2 separate regions of the Mus musculus genome follow, and region 1 is linked to region 2. A link is a contact called in public HiChIP or PLAC-seq data. All regions are on one chromosome and are shown on one strand. The core of a region is the stretch at or near the end of the contact, and the rest is flanking DNA. Distances in the headings are between cores, read along the strand shown.

The links. HiChIP or PLAC-seq counts read pairs in DNA pulled down with a chosen protein or histone mark.
Region 1: an H3K27ac HiChIP or PLAC-seq map of embryonic stem cells shows a contact between it and region 2, with 3 times the contacts expected there. The contact joins the enhancer-like site here to the promoter of St6gal1 in region 2. A contact is called at or near these places in 2 of 39 promoter capture datasets (pre-B cells and stem cell-derived epiblast-like cells), 2 of 115 datasets of contacts at active chromatin or transcription factors (both in embryonic stem cells) and 1 of 9 other capture datasets (embryonic stem cells).

What each region holds. Positions count from the first base shown.
Region 1 is chr16:25,036,426-25,041,616 of GRCm38.p6, reverse strand. No RefSeq gene overlaps it. Among named protein-coding and RNA genes, the nearest start is that of A230028O05Rik, 21 kb to the left of the region's middle. Within about 2 kb of position 1,301, at least 59 of the 459 cell types and tissues checked have an H3K27ac peak or open chromatin away from gene starts, as enhancers often do. A contact at or near this core is called in embryonic stem cells, where this site is marked.
Region 2 is chr16:23,220,693-23,226,073 of GRCm38.p6, reverse strand. St6gal1 (beta galactoside alpha 2,6 sialyltransferase 1) reads right to left here and starts at 1,334. Exons shown (of 8, transcript NM_145933.4): 1 at 845-1,334. It overlaps BC106179 (cDNA sequence BC106179), which reads left to right and starts at 590. Exons shown (of 3, transcript NR_152126.1): 1 at 590-606; 2 at 1,630-2,289; 3 at 2,579-4,550.

The DNA of each region.
Region 1 (5,191 bases), core at 52-2,551, 1.8 Mb before region 2:
ATCATATATAATTTTATTTTTGTTCCCTAAATAAGCCCTTCTGCTGCCAGTCTCAGTACATCTCAGATAGGCCTACTTGCCCATTGCCGACTCCACATGGCATGTCTCTCAGTTCCCCAATCCACAAATCCAGGAATTTCACAAGCTTGGGAAGTTGGCACACCAGAGAAACTGATTTCTTTTGCCCTTGCACAATTCCCCTGTCGATAGAGTGCGTCTTTCTGACAGGAAAGAGTTGGCTGAAACTACTAAACCTGTGTGGGGTGCTGGTGTGGGAGTCAAGGGTGCAAGTCCCTGGTCTTCCCTCTCTGTGGTCACCAGCGAGTCGCTTCCTCCTTCTAGGCCTGCTTAAAGACAAGGCTCCTCCATTCAGGTAGTTTGTATGCATAGCTTTCCTTGACCAAGTCTCAGCTGAAGGCAATGTGGAATACCTCGGCGGAAAATGATTCCGGAGATCGCTAAAACATCTGTTGTCGAAATCAGTCTTGCTTCCGGCAGCAGAACAATCCCTCATCCCCCGAAATCCCAGTGTGTCGAAGGTGAGGCTTGTAAGGACCAACTCAGAAGGTGAAAGCTCTGGTAGCGGTTACACCGCAGGTCTTGGAGCAGAGGCCGGTAAGTGCAGGTCTAGAGGGGCTCCTAAGAGAGCTTTTACCTAAATTAGGATTTAAAAGCCATGAACTTCTTGGACAAGGAAGAAAAGGAACACAGAAGAAGAAATATGGAAGGCAGGGAATTGGGGAATTTTCAGAAAGAGTCCCCCCAATGACTACAAAATGTGGGCTGAGAGAAGGGGCACAAAGTGGTGTTCCCTAGGAACATGTATGTTCGTCTAGACTATCGATTCTCAACCGTCCTAATCCTGTGACTCTTTAATACAGTCCTCCCTTATGGGTGGTGATCCCCAATCATGAAGTTATTTTTGTTGCTACTTCATAACTGTAATTGTACTACTGTTATGAATCGTAATGTAAATATGTGTATTTTCTTATGGTCTTAGGCTACCCCTATTTAGGTACCATTCGACCTCCAAAAGGATCACGACTCTTAGGTTGAAACATGTTGGGCTTTAGGGCTTACATTTTTTCCTCTCAAAAACAATGAGGAGGAACTACTCCAAGGGACCACGTTCGTATTTTAGAAATCTTATTCTGGCTGTCTTGTACGACCTGATTTTGAGAAGGAAGATAAAATAAAAGAGAAGGCAGGGAGATCCTTCAGGGAGCAAGGAGCAAGAGGTGACAGCACCCTGTGCATAATGGCAATGAAGAAGAGGAAATGAAAAGTGTGTAGTAAGGGCTGTTACTGAATGAGCGCTCCCATCTCTAACTTTCTAGGACTCCGCAGCTAAAGAAATCTGAGCAGGCATCTCACCTCCCATTTTTGCCCGCCCCTCCTCCCACCTCCCACATTCTGTGAAGTCTGGCTGGCCCCTCCCACTCCTCCCCCATCTCAGGCAGGAGGCTTAGATAATAGGTGTGGCATCGGGCCCAGGCATTCCCACCGTCTTCTCCACCATCACATTCTGCTGCTTGAGCAGTTGGCCGCCTCCATGAGTGTTAATTGGAGAGACATCTGAAGTGACCAGACTGGTTATGCAGCCGCCATGATAGACACACTCCATCTGCTTCAACCAGGCGCTTCTCAGCGCACAGGGAGGCCGGCCTGATTCCTCTTGCCCAGGGCTTGTTAGGAGTTACACTCAAAGTTAGCTTCCTCGGCTTTGAAGTGGAAACTGCTTCAAAAAACATCAAGTACAGACATCCTTCAGTTTGGTGAGGAGGAAATTAAGGCCCAGTCTTGCCATAGGTTAGATGCAGAGCTCACAGCCAGGTTTCCATCTGTCCTTCAACACACTGGGTGTGACACTTGCTACGGCCCTTCTAGATCATGAGTTGACCAACTTAGTTTCCTACTATCACTATCCCTTCCCCACTCAGTGACAAGGGCTTGACCTTCACATGTCATTTTCCTTAGCAACTGTTAATTTCTTCAGCATTTTAAATGAAACTTATTTTATCATTTAACAGAGGGGATGTTAAAAGTCATCTACTCTAATGGTTCTGGCATGCTTTAAAACTTATTTGGTTAGTCTTGCTTTTAGCAGCAGAGGCTTTATCAACTCATCAAATAGAGGCTGGGAAAGGCCTGGAAAGGGGAGTGTTTGGGTGGCTATAATACTGAGTAACATATTTAAATATTATATAATACTGTATACTATATATATATGCCATATATATATACCATATATATATATATACATGGAATACTGAGTGACAGTCTGACTAGAGTAAGCTCTTTTAACTTCAAATGCATAACTTGCCCCAACTGTTCCCACAATTCCTGCTGCCACCCATCCCTGTCTCTGCCATTGGTAGGGGCAGCCAATATCAAAAAGTGAATAGATAACCCTTCTTGTTTCAAGCCCTAAAATCCTCCAGTAGAATCTTTCAATATGACCTAATCTTGGTATATAGCACTTTCTAGTTACTAGTATATAAATATGACATTCCCTGCAAAGAAATCTGTATATGCCCATTTTACAGAGAAAAGAGAAACTGTCCCTCCGGCAGTATGCAATGGAGCTGAGATCCACATCTCCATACCCATTGCCTATCCCAAGATTAATTGGCCAGTGAGTGCTGCTGTACCTGTTCATTCCGGAAAAAGAACTACAGGTTCAGGCCAGCTTTTGAACTATTTTCTAATCATGAATAACAGAGAACCCCTGTTGCTAAGCTGCAGCATTTACAAATAACCCTGGATCTCTGTTGATTGTACTTCATCAACAAGGGAGATGGAAGCCATTAAGGAGGTCCACCTGGGACTTGTAATTAAGTCGGAGCAAAAGTACTTTGAGGAACTAACAACAAAAGAAGGAAGTCGTTGTCCTTCTGAAAGTCAGAATCTACTTCCTTAGAGTCTGAGAAGGTCTGTTTGTTTAGACCATCCAAGTCAAAAGCACAGAGCTGGGCGGTGGTGGTGTACACACCTTTAATCCCAGCACTTGGGAGGCAGAGGGAGGCAGAGCTCTGAGTTCGAGGCCAACCTTGTCTACAGGACAACCAGGACTGCTACGCTCTCCGGTCGAGTCAACTGGACAAGCCAAAAGGCTTAAAAGTCACTCATGAGGCAAAAGAGTTTCAAGGAAGCTCTCCTCCTGGAGTCTAGCGTTCCCTACCCATACAGTAATTTTTTCATTCCCGCGTTCCATTCCCGCGTTAGTCTAGTGTATAGATCCACGTGCTCTCTTTCAATATTTTCCTATTATAAGTGCTTTTTAAAATTGAATTCTGACATGGCTTAAGCCTTCCACCAGTGTTGCAACAGTCCAAGGGCATCCTTGACCAAGATCAAGGGTTTAGAATTCAGCAAGATTGTAAAAGCTAAGTCACTCCCTTACATAGGAATTTACCATCACTTAAAAAGAAGGAAGTTTCAGACCAAAGGAGAAACTAGAATAGATACTATAGCAGAGTTACACCCATACACACGTATTTACAATGGCCTAAGGGGAAGGTGGACTATACAAGAGACTAAAATAGGAACTGTGGCAAGGACGCGAAGCCCTTGACCCTGGCTTCTAAGATTAGTGAATTTTAGGTGGAGCCCTTGTTGATCCCAGCTGTTATCAATGTATTCTATCCTGGGTGGTTCCCGTTAGACCTTTTGTGTTTACATTCCTCTGTTTTATGTAAGATTCCAGTTACCTCAATTGTACCTTGCTAATATGTCACCCAACTTCCTTATTGTCCTCTGCATAAAAAGCCTGATGCTCGAGTTGTAAAATTACACTCAGATTCCACACGAACTCTCCTGTGTGTGTGTCTGTCTGTCATTCATCCACGCTTTGCCCACCTGCATCGAGAGACCCCGTTTCACGCAGACACAGGGACCCAGAAGGTCTGCGGCACAGGACTACACAGAGAAACCCTGTGTCAACAGAACGAAACAAAACAAAACAAACAAAAAAGGAGGGACACATAATTATGTATGACAGACAATGAAATCAAAAAGGGGCTACAGATGGGATACCAGGAGATCTGACAGCTGATCCTGGTAGGCCCAGTCACCAGCTGGGCAGAGGCAGCTCCTCCTCTGTCTGAGAGTGATAAGACCATACCCGAGGAAAGCTCAGAACTAGGTCATCCCTTTTGTGTCCCAATAGACACTTTCACATTGGATAAAAATCTGCTATTGTGGTCCTGATGGAAGAGATGTACTTTTTATGAGATCATCCTGGTTTTTACCATGCAGCAAGTAAATTGCTTGATAAATGACAGCTGTCTGGTTCTTGGAAGCAAATAGCAACTTCCCATGTTAATAATAGTGAGGAGACAATAAGAAAAACAGCAATAATTATTCATGTAAATATTATATTAAAATAACTATTATTACTTTAAGGGCAGAACATAAAAATAGCTTTTAGTCTGCAACATCCCTTATTGATTATTATCACATTTGCTTCCACAGTACTCATAGGAGGTAGGCAGGGAGGAGCAGGCATCAGAAGAGACTGGATGAGAATTCTCCAAACCACACAGTAAATCAGCAACAGAGCAGCCATGATTTGTGGAAAGTAGAGTGTAGTAATTTGGACTCACTGAGTGCCAATGAGAAGGAATGCTGACTTCCCTTTGTGGACCCACTGAGTGCCAATGAGAAGGGATGCTGACTTCCCTTTGTGGACCCACTGAGTGCCAATGGGAAGGGATGCTGACTTCCCTTTGTGGACCCACTGAGTGCCAATGAGAAGGGATGCTGACTTCCCTTTGTGGACCCACTGAGTGCCAATGAGAAGGGATGCTGACTTCCCTTTGTGGACCCACTGAGTGCCAATGAGAAGGGATGCTGACTTCCCTTTGTGGACCCACTGAGTGCCAATGGGAAGGGATGCTGACTTCCCTTTGTGGACCCACTGAGTGCCAATGAGAAGGGATGCTGACTTCCCTTTGTGGACCCACTGAGTGCCAATGAGAAGGGATGCTGACTTCCCTTTATGGACCCACTAAGTGCCAATGGGAAGGGATGCTGACTTCCCTTTGTGGACCCACTGAGTGCCAATGAGAAGGGATGCTGACTTCCCTTTGGAAATGAGGAACTTCTGTTTGTCCATGTAGACCACGACACGAAACATCTCCACTGCTGAATGAGAAGCCATACATCTGTGGGGGTTGAGTGTAAGACTTCA
Region 2 (5,381 bases), core at 85-2,584:
CGAAGAGCAAGCAAAACCCAAGACCTCACTGGTGGATTTTGTTAAAATGAACTATTCTTTCAGCAAGCTAGGGAGGCGCTCGAGATTCCCCAACAGGGGCAGTCGCCAGTGCACGGGGACAATGGTGTGTCGGGCAGGGTCTATTTTAGAAGGGTACCCTACAGATCCTTAGTTCAGCCCACGACTCTTAAGAAAATCTCGAAGAAGAGATGAGGGCTTGTAGGTTTCACCTCCAAACCCGTGCCAATGGGTGAAGCATACGTGTGGGTGGGGTGGGGGCTTTTTGTCGGCTCTTTCTTGTTTGTATTTTCTTTTTCCTTTAAAAATCAACAGGTTTAGTCCGTCCCTTCACAGAGCACCGCTGCGAAAGGTCCCCACCTCTCCAGCAGTAGTAGGTGGCCTCCAAGCGCCGCACCCGTTGGTTTGGCTGGAACAATAACCTGACCAAAAGAGGTTCAGCCGGGGCACACGTGCGTTTGTTGTGGTGCCTGCGCTCCCCCTCTCCTTCCACCGGGCTTGTTTTCCTGCTCTGTTACCAAAGTGGGCAAGATCTAAAGAGACCCTCACTCCGCGAGTCAACGCCTTACACAATACAGACGCTGCAGTGTAGGTTCCTGCGTCCCCGCACACGTGGGTTTGTTATGGGTGCGCAGGCTGGCGTGCCGGGGGGTGGGGGTGGGGGTGGGGGATTAGGGAGGGGAGGCCAAGGCGGTCCCTCCCCTGGACCCGCGACAGACATCCCCAGCCCGGGGCGGCGGCTCCTACTCCCGCAGCTAGGGCTGCCTCTCAGCGCACCCCTGCACTCCTTCTTCAGACCCGTGCCGCCCGCCTCGCCCCTACTCACTTGCAGCTCTCTCAATCGGGAAGGCGGCTGCGGTCGCTGAGCCCACCGAGCGCTCGCACGGCGCGCAGTCCGATTCCCTTTGTTAGGGTCGGGCAGTGCCAGGGCGGCTCCCCAACCCAGGCTGGCGCTCAACTCCACTCCCCCAGGTGCCTCTGGATCTTGCCGGGCCGAGGGAGAAGAGCCCGGGACTCAAGCTCCGAGTGAGTCCCCTTGAGAACGGATCTTCTGGGAAGCAGAGAGGGAGCACAGATGAGGGTACAGAGGACCGGGAAGGAGGGAAGAAAAGCACGGCAGACCGGCGGGAGGACGCTTGGTCTCCGTTATGCAAATAGAGTCGTTAAAACTAGAAAAGTGCTCTATCACACCGGTCCCAAACCATCCTGGCCCTCTGGAGGTCGCTAGCGAGCAGGCTCAAGGTTAAAGGTGCCTGCTTAGGGCTCCCCGTAATGCAGGGAATCTTGCAGTCTGTCCACAAAGAGCAAGCCTTTGGGGCGGAGCAATGCGGCAGGCAAGGAAGCCCAAATGCTGCCTCCACCCCCACCCCCTGCGTGTCCCGATGGATTGGATTCAGTGTTATCTGGCGAAAACGTTCTTACCAGAGTGCTTGTCCTGGCTCTGCACAGGGTGATCCTGATCAAACAAGTCATTTAACCCCTGTGAAAACTCAAATTTTTATGTAGGACACATACATCTTAGACTGTAGTATTTAGAGTTTAACAAAAATCCCCCAACATTAAGTGTATCCTGTACACAGCCTTGTCAAACTTTTTTTTTTTTTTTTTTAGATGTTCTGGAGTCCTGCGACCTGGAACTCTCACAGTAGGTACGCAGGCAGGCAGGACCCGGTTACAAAGGTAAAGACAGCCGGGCACCTTCCTTCCACTGGGCTTAGGATACGGCTGCTGGAGAAGTCAGGAGGAAACATCTTGTTGAAGAAGCAGTCTGGCAGTCTGACCATCTCTGATTACCCACAGACCACTTCCGAAAGACTGAAAACTTTCCTCTGTAAGAGAACTGGAAGCCACCATCTGGCCGCTCCTTCGGTCCTTTCTATCCTAGAGAAGAGATTTGACTACTCTGAGGCAGTAATCACATCCCAAATATCCACCTCTGAGCTGGGAGAGGAATCAAATAGAGCTCCAAGAACGCAGAAAATTGCTGGTCTGGGTTTTCTGTGTAGCAAAATAGCCTCTACAGTAAGATTGCTGGAGCCAGGACCAGAGCGTTCTCTTCAAGTCCAGATAGCCGCTTCCCACCACCAACCTGGGAAAGAAAAGATTGCCGCCTCCTCCCCAGCACCTGTCTTTCAGATTGTCTTCCTCCATCCTTTGATTCTGAGCCCCTAGCTGCTCACCCTCCCCCAGCTGCTCTGGAGCCAGAGACCCAAATCAGAAAGTGCCAGACAGTGAATTCAGTTCTGTGGCCAAGAAGCTATTTGTTCTTGGGTGAGTTCCACAGTCTTTCTGGGCCATTCTTTCCTCTTCTGCAACATGGAGAGCTAGAAGACAGCACTAAGGATCATGTTTACACGAAATGATTTATGTGGAGCAAGTAACGTAGAGTCTAGCCTACTGAGCATGCTCATAATAGTGCACTCTGCTGTGAGCCAATGAAAGCAGACCCCGGGTGACTGTTTCTGAAAGGGTGCTAACTGAAAGTCGAAGATTTTGTTCTACATTAAGAGGCCATTAAACGATTTTAATGCATGGCTCACAGTGCATCCTTGTGCTTTAGGTAGATTCTTCGGTCGCGGTTCTTGAAGATGGAAACAGGAGCGAGGACTTTAAGTGAGAATCTCAGACTGACTTGGGAGCTGACAGACAGTGGAGATCGCTTAAGCACCTGAACTGTGACGCTGACACAGGAAATGAAGAAAAGGCATCTAGACAAGAATCACCAAAGACACAGTGCTGGTTTCAGTGTTATACACAGTAAGGTGTTAAACCCACTTGTGGATGAGGAAATTAAGTCACCCAGGCCCTTGAGAAATCTCAGTATCCCTCACGTTCATTGAAAGCCTCAATCCTTTCTTTCAACCTCCCTCTTGTTTCCACTCAATTTAAGAACTAAGAACCATACAATAGGAAAGAGACTCTTTTAAAATGGGATACAGCATCTACTCTTAAGTTCTATTTTCTAGAACTCTAACCAGTCAATGGGGGGGAAAGGGAAGGGGTTCACTCTGGGTTTTGAACTTGCCACATTGATAATACCCACACACTGTGGCAAACCTAAAAAGAAGCCCTGGGGGGGGGGGGGGTCTAGAACAGATAAATAGACATGTAGGGATATTCCCAGAAAAACTGCAGGGGCATCACCATCTGGTAGCTTTCCAAAGTGGCTCTTTCATCAGTAAGGCCTTCTGACCTGCAATGAGAGACAAAATGTTGAACTATATCTCAGGACTATAGAGCTGCAGGCTACAGGAATATAGTTCATCATGCTGGTCGGGGACTATAGATTGTCAGGCTATAGGAATGTAGTTCATCATGCTGGTCGGGGGCTATAGAGATGCAGGCTATAGGAATGTAGTTCATCATGCTGGTTGGGGGCTATAGAGCTGCAGGCTATAGGAATATAGGTTATCGTGCTGGTTGCTTTCCTTAGAAGTCCACATTCCATAACTTCTGCTCCCACTATCTGAATGTACCCTCCATTCCTATGCTGAAATCTCAACCTGCACTCAATGGATAGCATTAGGAGATGAGATCTTGGAGAGGCAAATAGTCATGAGGGCAACATTATCTTGAATGAGACCACTTACCAAGGAGACACAGGCATGTCCTTCTACCTCATTAAGAGAAGCTAAAAGGCACCAGCTACAGACAAGATGTCTGTCCTCACCAGTTGCCAAAGCTGATGTCACCTAGACCTTGGGCCTACTAGACTTCAGAATGATGAAGAATATATTTCCAAGTGCTTTAAATCACCTAACTTGTGGTGGTTTTGTTGCTGCATTCTTTATTATTATTATTATTATTATTATTATTATTATTATTATTATTATTATTAGGTATTTTCCTCGTTTACATTTTCAATGCTATCCCAAAGGTCCCCCATACCCACCCCCCCCTTGTTGCTGCATTCTTAATAGACTTAGACAGTCCCTCGGTGTCTTAGGTCCTGTCCTTCACAGTAATCATTTCAGGCCATTTACTGGTGAGTATAAATGAGGTGTTGCTTTGTAATAGTCACAACAAGCCACTGGCAAACAGTATTTCTGAGGTGTTCTTGAGAAATACCTTGGCCGCAAAGGATGTGGGAAGCAATTGAAAGTTTCCTCCTAAATCATTTTTTTCCAACCCCACTACATATGCTCCCAAAGACCTAGAAGAGGTTATCACTTAGGGAAGTGCACTTTCTACCCTGAGCACCCGTAGCACACGTTGTCCAATAGGAGGCTGGGCTCTGGGACCCAACAAACTGTGTTCTACATGTGCTGCCCATGTTGTTCCTCAGTGTGGCCAAGCTCGAGGGTGAGGCTCATATACCAGGGAATTACAAGAAGCCCAAGTAAGAAAACAGAATAAAACAGCAATGTCTCTGGGCACCAAAGAGGGCTTCTGCTGCTTGCTGAGTGGCACAGATGAGCCAATGGACTATCGGGGACTAAGGAGAAGATGACAAAGTCTCTTGAGAGTAGGTCAGTAGCCACGGATGGGAAGGAACCAGCCCATAGTACAGCAAGCAGCGACCTGCCAACTCCAAAATAGAAAAGAAGTTTAGCTACGGTATAGCCAGGATAGTTAGGGTAGACATACTATGTGTATACATGGGCTACACTTCACCCATTAATTCTAAAATCCACTCTAGGTCCTTAGGGAGAATGAGGGAAAAAAAAAACCTGTGTCTCCATTATTAAGTCACATGTTCTGGCCAAATCTCTAATTGTTTAACAGCAACTGCCACATAGTCAGCATTTTAATGCAAGGCAGCTTGGGTAAGTGTTCTCACTTATTCTTAGAAGTCCAGTATTTGCAAGTGTCATGCACAGATGTTTTCCAAGTTCTTGCCTGAAAGGCAATCTTGGCATGATATCCATGCCTGGGCATGGGAAGACAACTACAGATCTGACTTCAAAATATCTCTCTCTCTCTTTTTTGTGAGATTTATTTCATACATGTGAGTACACTGTCGCTGTCTTCAGACACACCTGAAGAGGGCATTGGATCCCCATTACAGATGGTTGTGAGCCACCATGTGGTGGCTGGGAATTGAACTCAGGACCTCTGGAAGAACAGTCAGTGCTCTTTACCACTGAGCCATCTCTCCAGCCCAAAACATCTTCTAAAGAATTATTTTATTTTTAATTCTGTGTGAAGGAGGGGGTGTGTAGGTGTGCACATGAGTGCAGGTGACCTCAGAGACCAGAAGAGGGCATCAGCTTCCCTAGAGATGGAGTCAGGTGATCTTGTAAGCTGGGAACTGAACTCAGGTCCTCTATTAGACTAGTGCTCTTAACTAATGAGTCATCTCTTCATAAATATTCAAAAATGACTTTTTAAAATTCCAAACAAGTTTTTAACTGCTCTCTTGG